Regions from separate parts of the Mus musculus genome. Here region 2 is linked to region 1. Evidence: chromatin contacts called from public Hi-C data. All regions are on one chromosome and are shown on one strand. Each heading gives the region's core, a stretch centred on a gene start, on an enhancer-like site or on the middle of the called end of the contact. The rest is flanking DNA. Distances are from core to core; before and after follow the strand shown. Region 1 overlaps Creb5 (cAMP responsive element binding protein 5). Region 2 has its middle 99 kb from the start of Tril.

Evidence for each region. A called contact is a pair of places that touch in the nucleus more often than the background predicts.
Region 2: a contact with region 1 is called in a Hi-C map of bone marrow-derived macrophages, with 26 read pairs. The contact joins two enhancer-like sites. A contact is called at or near these places in 1 of 39 promoter capture datasets (embryonic stem cells), 7 of 15 datasets of contacts at CTCF or cohesin (CD8 T cells, embryonic stem cells, large pre-B cells and 2 more), 56 of 484 Hi-C or Micro-C datasets (the AML12 cell line, B cells, the C10 cell line and 18 more), 10 of 115 datasets of contacts at active chromatin or transcription factors (CD8 T cells, bone marrow-derived dendritic cells, embryonic stem cells and 2 more) and 1 of 9 other capture datasets (embryonic stem cells).

Annotation. Positions count from the first base shown.
Region 1 is chr6:53,506,131-53,510,708 of GRCm38.p6, forward strand. The region is part of intron 5 of Creb5 (cAMP responsive element binding protein 5); the gene reads left to right. Among named protein-coding and RNA genes, the nearest start is that of Gm38814, 15 kb to the left of the region's middle. Within about 2 kb of position 3,146, at least 6 of the 459 cell types and tissues checked have an H3K27ac peak or open chromatin away from gene starts, as enhancers often do. A contact at or near this core is called in bone marrow-derived macrophages, where this site is marked.
Region 2 is chr6:53,719,207-53,724,028 of GRCm38.p6, forward strand. No RefSeq gene overlaps it. Among named protein-coding and RNA genes, the nearest start is that of Tril, 99 kb to the right of the region's middle. Within about 2 kb of position 2,610, at least 13 of the 459 cell types and tissues checked have an H3K27ac peak or open chromatin away from gene starts, as enhancers often do. A contact at or near this core is called in bone marrow-derived macrophages, where this site is marked.

The DNA.
Region 1 (4,578 bases), core at 1,896-4,395:
CTTCAAGGGAATTCTATCACTAAGGAAATGGCTATAGAGTCCACCTTCTCCATGAGGCCATGCCTGCTGAAAGCCATACCTCAGCATCCCCAGTTGCAACACATGGAGCTGGTGTATAATGAGGAACCACCTTTATCTCCAGAGTGGATTCTCTCATCTTATAAAGGAGCTCAGAAGAAGACGCTTTTGAGATAAATGCCAATCTGGCCTTAGCATACATTCAGTAAATGTCTACATCCATTTTCCTTCCACACCTGGCCAAAGCTCCTCCCATTTTAACTTTCCAATTAGCATCAGTAACTCTCTTTGCTTAAGGGGACAACTTCGGCAAATTCCAGAATTTCATGATAAGCCAACTCAGCTTTGGAGTACGACTTCCACCATGCAAGTGCTGTTTCAGGAGAGAATGTAATGAAGAAAGGGAAGGTCTGTGGTCCAGCTGGCACTGAAGAACACGGCAATGTTTGTTGGCACTGACATTTCATAAGCCCACAAGAAGTCCCCAAAAGATTTTCACCTTAAAGCCCAGGCCCAAATTTGGAAAGGAATTCTAATCCAAAAAGTTGTGTTAAATTTCTACTCCCAAAATCATTCAGGATGATGTAGACATTTCCATGTGCCTAATATGGGTAGCATTTCCCATGGGCCCTCAGAACTGAATGGCTTTCAAATTGTGCAGCGAGTCCAGGGTACTCTTTAATGATACCCAGCTAAGAATCAGTCACAAGGGACAAGTGAATCTTGGCTGGTCTTGGGGACTCAGAGGGTCACGGAGAATCCCATGTCTCTGGTTGAATAATGTTTACCAGCTAAAGTCGTTTGCAAAAAATATAATTGGCATGTAGAGTTGTTGAAAACTACTGAGAGCCAGAAAGTTGGGGTTATGATAGCTATGTAGAAGGGAAAGCATTTACAGTATTCCTTTGACCAAAAATAGATTTTAAACACTATACAACCACAATGGAATGTGTCCATTTGTTCCTAGATGGGTTGTCTCTCATTCTCGTGTTTAGGTCATAGTTATTTGTAGATTCTCATGTGACAAGGTCTTCACAGACTAAATTCAGTAGTGTCACCTTCTGAACAAAGCAATCCCACACACTGTGGTTTTCTCCTGTCCAATTTGACTTGTTTTGTTTCATGCTGCCTGTATCTCTAGCCTCTGGTCCAAGGTCAGCAGATTGAATTCAACTTCATTCATTTAAAAGACTGATAAATTCATGCCAGCACATGATCTCACCCCCTTGAGTAACACAATGTGTCTACGCTGGACTGTGAAGTCAACCTCTAGATTTGAGTGTTCTATGTGACCCTGGAACCACACCTGGGCAGCAGAGTGGTGTCATCATACCACATGTGCATTCCAATGTGTGAGTTTGTGTTTTAAGGCCAAGATGTCTCCTGAGATGAAAAGAAACACAACTGACTGAGTTATTGATTTAATTCAAGAAGATCCTATAATCCAAATAAAATAGGTCCCCAAGTCCCAGGGTGGAATTTCCTAATACTTACAACCAGTTTGTTAGCCAATAGATGGTTAGGAAATCTCAAGTGGGTTTGAATTGTACTAAGACCAAAAAGATCTTATTACCATAGTGGAGATGGTCATCAAGTAACACTGAAATGAAGTCATAGTTCTGGTAGAGCATTGCTTCCGAGTGTACCAGGTTTGAGATCCTTGTGCAGGCAACAGCTGACATGTTTGTAAATGAAGATCACATGAGAGAAGGGGGCAAATTCTTCTTTACAAAATGCTTTCTTGTGTCTCTTCCTCCTCCTCCTCCTTTCCCCCATCTCTCCATCTTCAGTCATTTATGCCCTTTAAAATATTCATTCTATCAGCCATGCAAGGAAACTTTGTCAACATCTAGCCACCAGACTTGACCTCTAAGGCAAGTATTTACAAGGCTATGAAGGCACACGCTAGAAATGCAATGAAATCCAAAGTCCTAGAAAAGAGCAAAGAGGAAATTGCACCATGCTCTAACTGCCAGGGAGAAAAGAACAGTAGTGACATTCCTAACAGTCTTATTAGGAGTCCTGGGTACCTCACGTGTGCGGCACTGCTTCATCCTCTCCTCAGCCTCTTGAAGCAGGGTCTGCACTTATTTCCATTTTATAGGAGAAGAAGCTAAGAGCGAGTGATGTTAAATGATGTTTTTGTGTTCACACAAAGCCATCCTAAGTCACTGTCTAATACCTATTTAAAAAAGAAGTTATTTACTTTTTTTTTATCAGAAATAAAATGTAGGGAATGAGATGGGGCTCTAGGGTCAATGCACAGCACTACAAAAAGGTATATATGTTTAAGGTACATATGTTTAAGGTACATATGTTTAAGGTATATATCTTTAAGGTATATATCTTTAAGGTATATATGCCTTAATACACAAGCTTGCCATGGAAATGCACATGTGGTATGATAGCACCCTCTGCCATCCAGGTGTGGTTTCAGGGTTACACAGAACACTCAAATCTAGAGATTGACTTCACAGACTATATATATATATATATATATATATATATATATATATATATATATATATATATATTTATATTTATATATTCTTAGTTAGGGTTATCATTACTGTGATGAAACACGATGACCAAAAGCAAGATGGGGAAGAAAGGGTTTATGAACTAGCAGGCAGAACTGATACAGAGGCCATGAAGGAGTGCTGCTTACTGGCTTGCTCATCTTGCTCTCTTATAAAATCCATCAGTCTGAGGGTGGCACCACACACCATGGGCTGGGTCCTCCCACGTCAATCACTATTTAAAATGCCTAACAGGTAGCCTACAGCCATATCTTATGGAGGCATTGTCTTTGTTGAGGTTCCTTCCTCTCTGATAACTCTAGGTTGTGTCAAGTTGACAAAAGCTGAACTAACCAACCAATAATAAAATTACCACACAGTACAGAATATGCACACAGAGACCATAGATGTGCACACATATAATCTCATGACAAACTTCTTTTTATCAAAGGATTTGACCATGTGATCGACTCTGGACATAGTCCAATATTTTTAGCCAGAGTTATAATAAGATTCCTTTTAGAAATAAGACTCACAGACCAAACCCTGTACCATCTATCTGAAAGGCCACTTTTCCCTTTGTGAGGGTTAAGTGGTTGCCCCAGTCCAAAGTGCAGTCCACATTCTATAAATGGCTATTACTCCTCTGTCTGACTCACTGTATGCATTACAGCAAAGTCACTTACAGATCAACTTATTTTTAGAATCTTAAAGAAACAGATTCTATGGAGTGTTTGTTTCTGAGCAGAGACTAATGCCAGTGAGAACACATCTAGAGAAGTTACTTTGCTTTCATTGGTTTCCCTTGCCACCGGCTCTGTTATAGAGAAGTCTCTGCAGGTTAAAGTTCATAAATTACCTAATAGCAGGTCGACAAAACTCTATGTCAGCACCTTTGTTGTTATGGGCTTATAAGAGGACTTTTGAATTTGAATTAAATAATGTATCAGAAATGTATGAAGAGTCAATATTCATAACGAGACTAAAGATTATGTTACTAGAATCTACCTTACAACTTTGTAAGACTGGGACCAAGGGCGATGGCTCAGCGGGTAAGAGGGTTCACTGTGCAAGCCTGATAACCCAAGCTTGTGTCCCAGAGCCCATGTAAAGACCAAGATGTACTGGCATGCCTCTGTGGTCCCAGCGTTCCCAAGGTGAGAGAGGAGATGGAGACAAACGAATCACCCAGAAGCATGAAGGCCAACAGCCTTGGACCAGCTCCTTAAAACTGTCCCATGACCTCCACAAGGACAATCTAGCATGCATGCACTCTCTCTCTCTCTCTCTCTCTCTCTCTCTCTCTCTCTCTCTCTCTCTCTCACACACACACACACACACACACACACACACTTGTGCCCACTCCCACCCCAACAACCACACATATGTTTAAAAAAGTATATCTCCAAGATGAGAACATTGGGAATACCAGCACCATAAGAGTGACAGAGATGATGGTGACAGCAAGGCCAATTATGAGAGATGACGGTGACAATGGTGGCAGCGAGGCCAGTCATCACAATGAGACGCGATCCTGGATGCGACATGCTGCCCTCTGCAGGCATTTAATCCACATCATTTAGGTTTACACTCGCACAAAGAAAAATGTGAATGTAAATGCAAAGGAATGCTTAGGCCAGTTGAATAAGCGAAGGAATATATTCTCCATTCTAGTCAGGGAATTCTTAAGTCCAAGGAGAACTGCATTTAGTAACTCATTTTAATTTTATTTTCTGAAAGAAAAGAAAAAGAAAAAAAGGAAGGACCTGGCTAGGTATAGTGGAGGAGAAGGTTTATTGTAGATAAAAGGGAGAGTTTGGGATGAACTTGACCCTGAGCCAAGCCCTGTCAGGAGAGGGGGAGGGGAGAAGGAAGAGGAGCCACTGACCAAGAGACCAGGAAGATAAAGGGTAGACTAAAAATGTGCCAGAAAACCAAAAGGGCTGGATAATATAGGGAAGGGCAGTTGGGGGAAGGGCAGTCCAGCCCCTGGGCTGGAGAAGTTTAGGGTAAGGGACAGGTCATGCCAGCCATACCCCTG
Region 2 (4,822 bases), core at 1,360-3,859, 210 kb after region 1:
GTGGCCTGTGAAATCAGAACTCAGAAATCAGCAGTGAGGGACAGAGCTTGCGAGGGTGACTTATGGTAGGTATCGAAGCAGCTACCACCATCACTCCAGATTGGGTCAGGCCATCGAGCCTTGGTGTCCTTCTGGATATCTAGCTCATAACGGGGTAAAGAAGAGATGAATCCCCTTAAGGCTGCATCTTATTCTCACTTTTGCTATTAACTAATGTTTTGCAAAGTGGTAGGAAAATGTCAGAAGATGATTAATTCGAAAATTTCTGAGAATTGGAAATCTGTCCACCTCCCCTTCCTTATTTTTTTCCTTCCACTTATTTATTTCTTACATTTTGATAAAATATAGCATTAATTGCCATCTTCTCAAAATATTTCAGCAGAGCAAAAAACCTTCCCCACCCCCATCGGATTCTTGGTTTGAGTGAGGACGAAGGACAGGGAAGAGACGAAGCTTGCTTCTGCTAGGCTCTCACGGAGCTTGAGGGTTCTCCGTGTGAGAGAGCATTCCTAGACTCTATTTTCCACACCTAATAATTCACCCTCCCAGGCCCCCATGCATGTGTTTATCAAGGTTGGTACCTTCACCCCCCCCCCCAATTATGTAAAATTCTTCACTGCCTTTACTTCCTCTGAAACAGACCAGCTCTTTCATTAAGAATATTTATGGGAAATAATGTATTTGTGGAGTTGAAGGCCAAGTCAGTTGTCTGGATGCAAATGTGCAGTTGGAGGGTTTATCAACAACACTCACTAATGGAAAGTACTAATCAAAACTTTTCTACAGCAGTAAATTTTTATATTTTAACCACTGGATTCCAATTAAATGTATTCAATATAGCAAGCTTTGATTAAGCAAATTTAAAAAGAGATTATGTATACACCCCTGTGAAAAACAAGGCAGGCTAGGTATGCAGACACTTGTATATTCTTAATAGAAGTCTTTACCTGAAGATAAAAACCCAATAAATTGTGGCCCATAATGTGCCTTGGACCGTGTTGATTTACCTGTATTACAGAGTCAGCAGAAATCAGTCTTACCAGGTACACACCACACTTATATATTCCGTGCGTATAAAATGCATATAAAAGATCCTTTTTTCTTTTTATAAAGAATTACTGAATTTCATTAGGGCAAGTTTTGCTCTAAAAAAAAAAAAAAAGTTTCTTTGTGGACTGTGGAACACACTGATTGCAAATAAATGAGAGCCTGTGCCCGTGCCTGTAAAGGGAGGAAAAACGCTTAGTGTGGAAAAAACACCATAAATACAAGATTTGCCCATATCCTACCATACAGTTAGTAAGATCTTTAAAAGCTTCTCCCTGCTTTCACTGGTATATAAATATTTTTCTAAATGACTCAAAAAAGATATTATGTTATTTAATTGAGTCTGCTAGGAGAGGTCTGGGGACAGACGAATGAAAATCATTTGGGATTTTTTTTTCTTTAAAAAAAGTCATTTTCCTCATCTTGAGGATTTAAACACAACATCTCTGCACATTTCCAATAAAAATGTCACAAACTTTTCATATGTGGGACCCCCTCTCCGTGTTTGAGTTCTAGGATTAGTTGCAGCCTTAGAAAAATATTTAATTCTCTTTATTCTGTGACAAGGCGTAATGAATCCAGGCTGAGTGTCTTAAGGAAACTCAAGAAACCTCTTGACAGCAAGACGGCTCCCAGACCCCCGTTCCTGTCATGGTTTTCCAAACCCACACATGAGCTGGACCCACATCTGAAGAGAAGAGAAGGACGGGGCTTCCTTCCCTGACCTTTGCTGTATTTAAGTATGAATTGTGTTTATTGCTCAGTCTCTCTGAGTGTCTAAATGCCCCTTTTGGGCACAATTTAGACTTCTCAGAGTGCATATAATAAATGCAGAGACGCTCATTACTTCTGTCTCTTATACCCCATCTTGCTCACTGCCCACCTTTGGGGGATGTAAAAAAAAGCCATACCAGCCTTCTTCTGTCCTTGCTTTAAAATAATGTCACTATGTGAAAATCTTGATAGAAGTCCTGTAGTGGCTTTTCTTTCCTTGAAAACCCATAATGCCTTTAAAGGTGTTCCATCAGACACTGCACGTTTAAAGAGAAGTGAGAGGCACGTGATATTATGAATCCTTTTAAATCTCAAAATTCAGGGGGACAAATAAAAACGATTTGTTTCTTGTCTTGGGATCCTAATTTTATAGATGGAAGAGGCTGCTATTGAGACGACTATTTTGTAGAGGAGAGTGGCAGACCTTTCCAGAATTTGGAAAGGGAAGCCTGGACCAATGGGGCTGTTTCCCAGGTGACTGTTGACGCTAGTTCTGCGTTCCATTCCTGTTTCAATATACTTTTCCAAACCTCGGGACAGTGGGAGAACCGATCCAGGCTCAGAGGAGGTTGGTGAGTGTCTCCAGATATCCTCTTGGGCAGCCTGCCTTGGGACCATCTCCCAGCCACCAGCCTCTCCCCGGCAGAGGAAAGTGTGTGCACCAGCCATTCTCTGACTGCAGTCACTGAAGCCTTTAGGTTAAAGAGACAGCCTGTGTAAGTGTCCTAGGGTAGGGAAATCACTGCCTGAAGGTCACCTGTTGGGTACCTCCTAAGGTCGTTTCCTCAATTCGGGCGCCCTCTGGCGACGCCATGGGAAACTGCACCCCTTGTAAGGTGCGTGCAGGGACAGAAGGGATGCTGTCTGTTGAGTTTGACCCTGCAGGACCGACTAACTGGGCTCTGTTCTTACCTGAGTGTTTCAACATCGCAAAGCCTCAGGCCACAATCTACCCCAATAGTCTTAGATGATACTGCACCTCCAACTCCAAACAGAACCTGGCAGTTTCCTGCCTTCTAGTACTGACCTGCTCCCCTGCCTCGCCCCCTCCCCACACCTGCAGACCACCACATGATCTACCTATTCTTTTGTTTATATTTACCCCTGGTACATCTTTTGATGTATCAATAGAACAAGCTAAAGTCCCCTTGGCCCATCAGACTCTAAAGAGGTTACTTGTGAAGCCACTTGCGGATGCTATTGAAGTCACTATCATCTGCATTTAAGTAACGGCGATTACACTGGATCATGTGAGTGGGCCTATATCAACTGGAAGACTGGTCGAAGCAGGCTTGAGGCTTCCAGAGAGGACAGAGACAAGATCTCCATAGGTGGGCACTAGCTTCAACTTCCCGAGTCTCTCTGCCTCCCATCTTCCTTCCTGAGGTTGCACAATGAAGTTCAGCACTGCTCATGCAGTTTAGGCATAGGGCAAGTCCATTTCTCCTAGCGTGCCTCTTCCTATAGTTATGGTTGAACATTACCTGACAAAACTCACTCAGCAGACATCAGGAGCAGCATGAAGGGAATCCAGAGTACCAGCAGAGTACCAGACAACTGTTCTGATTGTCTGTTGGTGCCGCCAAGGGCCAGATGACTGGATTGTTCATTTATCTGGGATTCAGTAATCCCAGCTGGGTAGAGACAAGAAATTGGGCACTGAGTGGAAGAGGAGAGGGCAGGAGTGAACACATAGAGCTCTATAGGGCAACAGGGTAGTTTTCAAACCTGGGCCAGAAGCCATCTTTAATTGATGGTTTGTTGTGTGTGCTGGTGGCATGCGTGGAGCTATGCAAGGATACAGTAAGAGGAGGTGCCTGTGGAGGCAGCAGACAGCAGCCTGCCCTGAGGGCCTTCAGTCTATCATCACTGGAGATAGAATGTTTGTTTACCCCACGGTCAAGCTTTCTGAGTCATCTGCCCACACAGTGCATTTTCTTTGCACTCACTGTTTCTATGTATGGCAAAGGGATGACACTTGCCGATAACGGATCAGAGCTGTAGAAAGTTGGCAACAGCAAAGCAAGCCAGAATGGGGTGGGGGGGGGGGGAAGGAGCCTCCTTTGTGAGTAGCAAGACCACTGGTTCTAGGCCAACCTGGGAGTCAAGTATAAGACCTCATCCCATCTCTCACATCACCTCCTTGTGTCCGTGACTTACCGCACCAAAGACACCAACAGCAATAAAAGAGCATTCCAATTGACACACGTGTCACGAGTCCCTGTCTTGCCTCACTCTGTAGCCAGTCCCTAAATCTGTTTTGCTGTCACCATGGTATGCAAATGGATTGTTCCTAATGCTCCCTTCCACGGGAATCCAGTTGAGTTCTCCATGGAGTTCTTACTTGATCTCCACATCTTCCTTTGGGCTCTTTCCCAGTTTCTCCTCAGCCCTTTGGAAATGACTCTCTCTATTGTACGTTCCATGATTTTGAAGGAGGCTTCTCAACTACCCATCCTCCTGCCCCAATGTGTCATGCTTCTTGGGAGATGAGCAGTCTCTGATAACTCCTGTTCCCTTGTGGGTTGTGAGGACAGTTTTCCTGAACCAGCCATTTTCTTGAGTAGACATTTGTACAGAAGGGAAACATATCACCATCATGAAAAAATCACCAGAAGAACTCAGCATCCTCTTTCCCTTGATGCCAACCTGGTGCCTGCCCAGAAGGCTATTGCTGGATTAATGATACCAGAGACTGGTCCTCCTCAGGACCTATTCCAGAAACCGATCTCCACAGAACCTTTGCCAAGAATAGCAGAGGCTCCAGGCTGGCCCTGCCCACCTCTGCATGTGGCTGGCCTCGGAGGTTTAAGGGTTGGCTGTAGAGTATCTGGCACCCCTCCTCCTGTGCTCTGTGCTCCTTTCAGTTTTCACAAATCTCACACCAGAGAGAGAGAGAGGACCTCCTCATCAAACCCTGCCTCCATCTCCGCTCTCTCCCTCACATTCCTAGAGCCACCTTCTTCTGCCTTAAAAGCACCAGTGGCAGAATTTCCTTCTT